Regions from separate parts of the Oryzias latipes genome. Here region 1 is linked to region 2. A link is a contact called in public Hi-C data. All regions are on one chromosome and are shown on one strand. Each heading gives the region's core, a stretch centred on a gene start, on an enhancer-like site or on the middle of the called end of the contact. The rest is flanking DNA. Distances are from core to core; before and after follow the strand shown. Region 1 overlaps itga1 (integrin alpha-1). Region 2 holds the start of LOC101166973 (Golgi phosphoprotein 3).

What was found. Hi-C and Micro-C count contacts between places; a contact is called where the count stands out from the background.
Region 1: a contact with region 2 is called in a Hi-C map of gastrula embryo, with 1.7 times the contacts expected there. The contact joins the enhancer-like site here to the promoter of LOC101166973 in region 2. A contact is called at or near these places in 5 of 5 Hi-C or Micro-C datasets (embryo, fibroblasts and gastrula embryo).

The regions. Positions count from the first base shown.
Region 1 is chr12:8,370,424-8,373,367 of ASM223467v1, reverse strand. itga1 (integrin alpha-1) reads right to left here. Exons shown (of 30, transcript XM_023960678.1): 16 at 2,814-2,944; 17 at 2,554-2,705. Among protein-coding and RNA genes, the nearest start is that of kcmf1, 11 kb to the left of the region's middle. Within about 2 kb of position 1,462, at least 1 of the 8 cell types and tissues checked has an H3K27ac peak or open chromatin away from gene starts, as enhancers often do.
Region 2 is chr12:8,300,493-8,303,770 of ASM223467v1, reverse strand. It overlaps LOC101166973 (Golgi phosphoprotein 3), which reads left to right and starts at 1,757. Exons shown (of 5, transcript XM_004074555.4): 1 at 1,757-2,198; 2 at 2,670-2,801. The coding sequence starts at 1,989.

The DNA of each region.
Region 1 (2,944 bases), core at 213-2,712, 70 kb before region 2:
TCCTGCTTGTTTTTTAAGAAATTCTTTCTAAGAAATGTTTCTGATTGCCTAGATCAGGTGTGTTTAGCCAAAAAGGAACTGAAATGACAGGTTAGGCCAGTGTCCTACATGGAAACCATTTGGACAATGGTCCTCGAGGCTTGGAGTTTGACACCTGTGATCTATGTCATCAACAGTTGAAAGGTCAAAGATGTCAAAAAAGATCCTCGAGGAGTAGAGCCTTCCACCTCCGCTAAATATCCCTCTGGGGGTTTCTATGGGAGACAGACATCTTCAAGGAAGGTTTCAGACTCCTTTTGAAATCTGTTATGCAAAGGTTTATGAGTATTATGAGAGCAAACAGTGTCTCTATGTTTAACAGGATGCTGCTACAATCTTTCAACTTAGTTTATGTACCAACCGATAGAGGTGAACCATCTCACCTCCAACCATCTAAACAAAAAAAGATCAACCTGATGGCAGAGCAAAGGGCAGATAATCAGCAGCCAGCAGGAATCATCCACTGGGAACCATGAATGTCATCACAAATTTATGTGTCGCTCCTTTGAGCAGATGCTGGGGTGACGTATTTACTGGTTTGGACAGTGGGGGGCATAGAAACACAGTGAGGAGAGGAAGAAAAAATAAGCTATGTGACAGCACTGACCTATAAAATCAACCTGAATCTCTTTTTGTTTAAATCCCTTTTTCCTATCATGAAGGCTAAAATGTGTGGGGTATTGGGGCAAGTTTTTCCATTGTTTGTTCACTACGGGGGAGACTGCAACCAAAGAAACTGCATAACATCCAGTGTTATGAGTTATGATTAAAGGGGAAAGTTTCATCCTCTGGGAATCAAAAAGTTACCTGATCTAAAGGTTAAAGGTTAAAATGGTTAAAAATCAATTTACTTTCTGGTTGAGTCATACGTTTACTTTGTCTTTTTATGCTTCTATTTGTTGTTAATTTTGCTGCTAAATTTTAAAGTTTTAATCACAAATTAAGGCCTAAAGCTACACATGGCAAAGGGGCTTCAGCGTTGAAAACTCTCATGTTTATGTGTGGCTACGCTAGTTTTTACGTCCGTTTCCGCGCAGCAATTGAACGCGCCAGTTATATCAGTAAAACTTTAACCGATCAGGGACACGGATTTGGTAGTGAAGTTTGGATGGCGCTCCTTTCAATTCACTGAAGTGCCAACCATTTAAAATTGATCATGGAGGAGTAATTTATATATATATATATATATATATACATGATCAATTTTAAATGGTCCGGTTCAACACTTTGCTCAAAGCCTTTTCCACAATAGGTGTAGGACATGTGCTAATATCGAGTAGCAATGGTCTAGTGTGAACACCGCTTACCACACACACAACAATGGTCTGTTCCATTTTTATGACCTCCCTTAAGGTGGCCATACAAATCAAAAGGGAGCTGCAAGGCCCACCCCGTGAGATGCAACTGCTCCTGTATACAGCCCTCCACGGGCCTGGACAGGCCAAAAACCTGCAGGGGGTTGACCTGTGCGGGTGTATGTGACTAGCCCTGAGTTAAAGCTGTAGGACAAGACATACAGTGAATCATGAACTGGAAGCTCTACTGTTTCAAGGTGAACTTTTTGACTGGATGAGACAGGATTTTGTGTTAAAGAGACAGTCAGAGGTCTTTCTGAAGCTTATCCCTGATGGGAATCAAAACATAAGCAGCATTAAAGCATCAAAAATGTAAAGAAGCGTTTTTTTATAATTTTCCATACTCCCTTGATTCACTTGGTTTCTCCTCATCAACTAAATACCGTTGTTCATAAACTTGTGTGCCATCTCTCCTGAGTTTCTCCCCTTCCCTTCCCTTCTCAACCCGTGTCTGCTGACCTGGACCGCAGTCCACCACTAACCATAATCCATCCAGTAACGCTGCAGGCAAAGGTTTTATGGCTGCAACAGATTCTACGACATTTTTCAGCTTCCGTATTGGAATAGATGGCATAATCCTGCTGATACTGGCACAGTAGAACAGACACTGCATTCATGTGCAGCAAACACACCACCAGCTGTTACCGCTGATTAGCTCCTCTGTCTCTGCTTAAGGCCAGATACCCGTGAACTCCTGCAGAGGGTGAGCAAAGAGAAAGCCCCTTGTGACTTCGAACTCTTCTATTAGGTGCAGCATGTTTTGAATGTCAAATGTCACTTTGTCAGATACAAAATGCACCAACTTCCCTATGTGATTCCCTTTGCTTTTTTGTGCACATGCTAAACATGTAACTCCAGATGATTTATCTCTCTAAGGAGCTCGGCTCTGAACTCTGGAGGCTTTGATCACGGCGGCTCTGTTTCATGTTAGAACCTCCTGCTTTGCATTGTCCTGTCTTCCCTTTGACTAACAGCCCTCAAACGCCATTAACATCTTCCATAAGCTGTGAACAAAACCTGCACGGAAGAACAGTGAGGTTTGAGGGCTCCAGTTCACCTAGATACGTTCTCTGAGGAATCTTCAGAATAGATCTGAGGTCATCGTGTGTTCAGAAGGAAACCATAACTGGTCACAGCCTGGTGAGAGTAGAGTACTTGCCGACATGATGAAGGTCTTGGTCATGCATTTTGCTTCTCTGTCTTTGATGAGGAAGGTCTCGGTGATCGTGCGGTTACTTTTTTCGCTGTCATTGAGGAACGAAGCCCTGGCTATTGCCCGTGGGGCATCCAGAATTAAGGTATAAATGATATCTGCAGGATGCAACAAACACGGATATATATGTATTATTAAAAAAAAGGTTTGTGGGGCATCAAAAAAGAAGAACAAGCCAGGATAAAATATGGTCCTGATTAACTCACTTGCATTAGACTCTAAGTTCTGGTTATCAGATTTGACCCTGTAGTAAAAGCAGACTGTGGTCACCACACACACAGACTCCCGGCCCCTGTGTTCGCACTTGTTCTGAGGCTGCTGCAGGTTGATTTTACCA
Region 2 (3,278 bases), core at 508-3,007:
CTGCCTAACAACCAATTTAGCGTGTAATAAACAGTATTAATGATAACCAAAAAAATCTAAAGTAACTTAAACTTTAAACTCTTGAATGACAAACTTTATGAGAACAGAAATGCGCTACTTGAATCATCAATGTTTCTTAAAAAACGAATTTCCTGTGTTCATTTTGCTGTAATAAAAAAGTAACTACAAATTAAATAAAATAATACAAGAAAGACATCATTTACCTTGCATTAGCTTGCACAAGTGATTTATGCATGACAAACATAGAAAAAAAAACTGCAATTAGGAGAAATATAGGATTTTATTTGCACAGTGTGTATCTCTGACAGACGTCTGCCAATGAAAAGACTGTCTAACAGTACAACAACATAACCTTTTGGCTCATTGTGGACCGTCCATGAGCAAAGTTTATGTTCTAAGAAAACAAGAAAACAGGAGATGACTTTGGCGTGAATCATAAAAGATTGTTGCTGAATTCAAATGTTCCGAAGGGCTTAATGGTTGTGATATTCTATCAAAGTAAAGTAGACATAATTTAGGTTTCCTTGGTAACACTGATAATAAAAACAAAGACAGAGGAGATGCCTGGTCATATTTCACAATCAAGTCCTGCCACCTAGTGTTGATAATGTATATTGACGTGTCATGCTGTGAGGGGAAAAAACTCCAGTGCAATTGTATTACATAATCTTCAGAAAAACAAGCAAATGTAAAACTTTCTGTAGTAATTGTTTACTGTTTACCTTTTAACAATGGCAGAAATTCACTGGTTATTTTTCCAACCAGGAAAAACCCTGGATTGTTGCAGTAAAACCAATAATACAACTGAAATAAGTTAACGTCACTTAAAGTCCCTCTCCAATCATCTTTTGATATGTTGTCAAAGCGTTCCCGGTAGTCCTTTAATTGTTATTATGCAATTTTTAGCCACAGTGAAAATATATATTTATGTTTTCTTACACATAGTTTCTGCAGAGTAGCAGTAGTAAATCAAAAATTCACCTCTCAGTTGTGGGCAGGACTGTTGGTGCAGAGTGAGCCTTCGCTCATTTCCCATTATCCCTTACTTTATACTCTATCCTGTTAACATACAGACCCTCACAACCCCAACCTAACATTCATGGTGTAAAAGAATGGCAAGCAATATTGGATCTATCCAGCTTTACAGTTTGGAGCCAGACGCCAGCTCAGATGAGGAAGATGTACATACATCTTTTTGTTTGCAAGTATAGATGCATCCGAAGGGAGCGGCGCAGGGACGTTGTAGCCTGCCAACTGTAACACAGTCACTGCTACAGGTTGTTTCCAACTGCTTTTTCTCATCTTCTCCTTATTCGCATCAATTGATAAAAGAAATGGCACAAAAACACAATTATCAATGTACTGGAGTAACCTCAGCTACATTGAGAGTCCACAAAACTCTGAGTAAACCCTGAAATATCAAGGTAATTGTATTATGAACACCTTTAATGTCATGGTATCTGCATCTGCACACATTGATTGTATACTGGAATCAGTCTGAACTTGTAAAAAGTATAGTTTTTCTTTATTAAAAGCTGAAAACAATTTTACAATAAAAAAATATTATTTTTTTATCCTGCGATGCTTTTTATGAAACAAACAAAGAATGTTGCTTAATCATAAGTGTATTATCCTGTTGTGTTTTATGGATAATTTCACCACTCACCTACCTGGCAACATATATCGTTCAAAAGAAATCCCGATGACCATGAAGGTAACACCGGAGACGCATTCACGGCTCATACTTTGACGTCACTGCATTCGCCGCCATGTTGGATCAGGAAGTAGGCAGAGTTTCTGCAGGAATCCCGAGCCGAGCTTAACGTCAGCGGCCGTTTCGGCTCGATCCGACTCACTGTTTCCCCCTTAAACCCACCTTACAGAGTGAAGTTACATGCGGCTCGCGCCTACCTCTGTTTGCATCCGTTGTTTGTCTTCGAATCCGAACAAGCTGCCGTCTTTTAGGGATGACTTCTCTAACGCAGAGAACCTCGGGCCTCGTCCAACGGAAGACCGAGGCTAGTCGCAATGCCGCCGCCGACAAGGAGAAGGGGTCTGGCGACGAGGACGACGAGGCCCGCCGCGGGGAGGAGGAAGACGACGACAAAGGGGACTCCAAGGAAACCAGACTTACGTTAATGGAGGAAGTGTTGCTCCTGGGCCTCAAGGATAGAGAGGTGACGGTTGTTTGTGTTGTTCGCCGACTAAGCTAGCTAGTCACCAATTAGTTTAACATAACCGTAGAACACCACCAGTGTTTACTTTGGTTCCCCAAGCATAAATGTCAGTGCCGCCGACTTCCATTTGTGTTTTTAAGCTTGATTTTGAAATTGTTTTTCGGAAAATGTTTTACGGGCATCTCGTATTTATTTATGATGTCACAGTGCAACGTGTCAATCGGCTAGTAGTAGGTGGCTTTAATCTCACCGCGGCCGTTTGGCTCTACTTTTTGTCTGGATAAACTAGATTCCGCGGATCAAAAGTTATTTCCCGCTGATTGACAACTTCACTGAGTTGCTTGGGTCTTTGGGTTTGAGCAAACCGACTGTGTTCTTTTTTTGCCACAACCTGACAGTATGTATCTCAACTTGCTTAACACGTTTGTTAACAAGGAAGTCGTGTTTTGTCCTCTTCCTCCTCTCCTTCAGGGTTACACGTCTTTCTGGAACGACTGTATTTCTTCCGGTCTCCGTGGGTGTATGCTGGTGGAGCTGGCCCTCAGGGGGAGGCTACATCTGGAGCCCTGTGGGGTCAGGAGGAAAAGCCTTCTTGCCAGAAAGGTAAAGATAAATTATGAAATCAGCGTCAAATCTTTCAGGATTTCCTCCTGAACTGTAACTAAATGATGTTTCTGTGTTTTCAAAACCTACTCTGATAAAGAAAATTGTGTTGTTGTTTTTAAACATGTTCTTGTGACATTTTTCTGACAATGGAGGGCATTTATAAAGAAAAAAATAGGCTTAAAATTGCATTTCTGAGTATTTCTTTCCTAAAATCATTGTGAATCAGGAGCAGATGAAAAAATATGGTTTAAAAAAGACCTCCTTTCTGATGCATTATTATGACATTATCACTTGTGGACGACTAGATCAGTGTACGTCTGTGTTTTTCCCTCGTCAGAGCTGGAGTCTGGCTGGATGTCGGCTATTGCTCACCATTTTTGTTGCACCTGTCATGTTTGGTTGGGGGATATGAGGGGCTGTAAGCTAGTGGGAAAGCACGTAAACAGAAAGCTGTCGGTAATTGGGAAGGGGGGG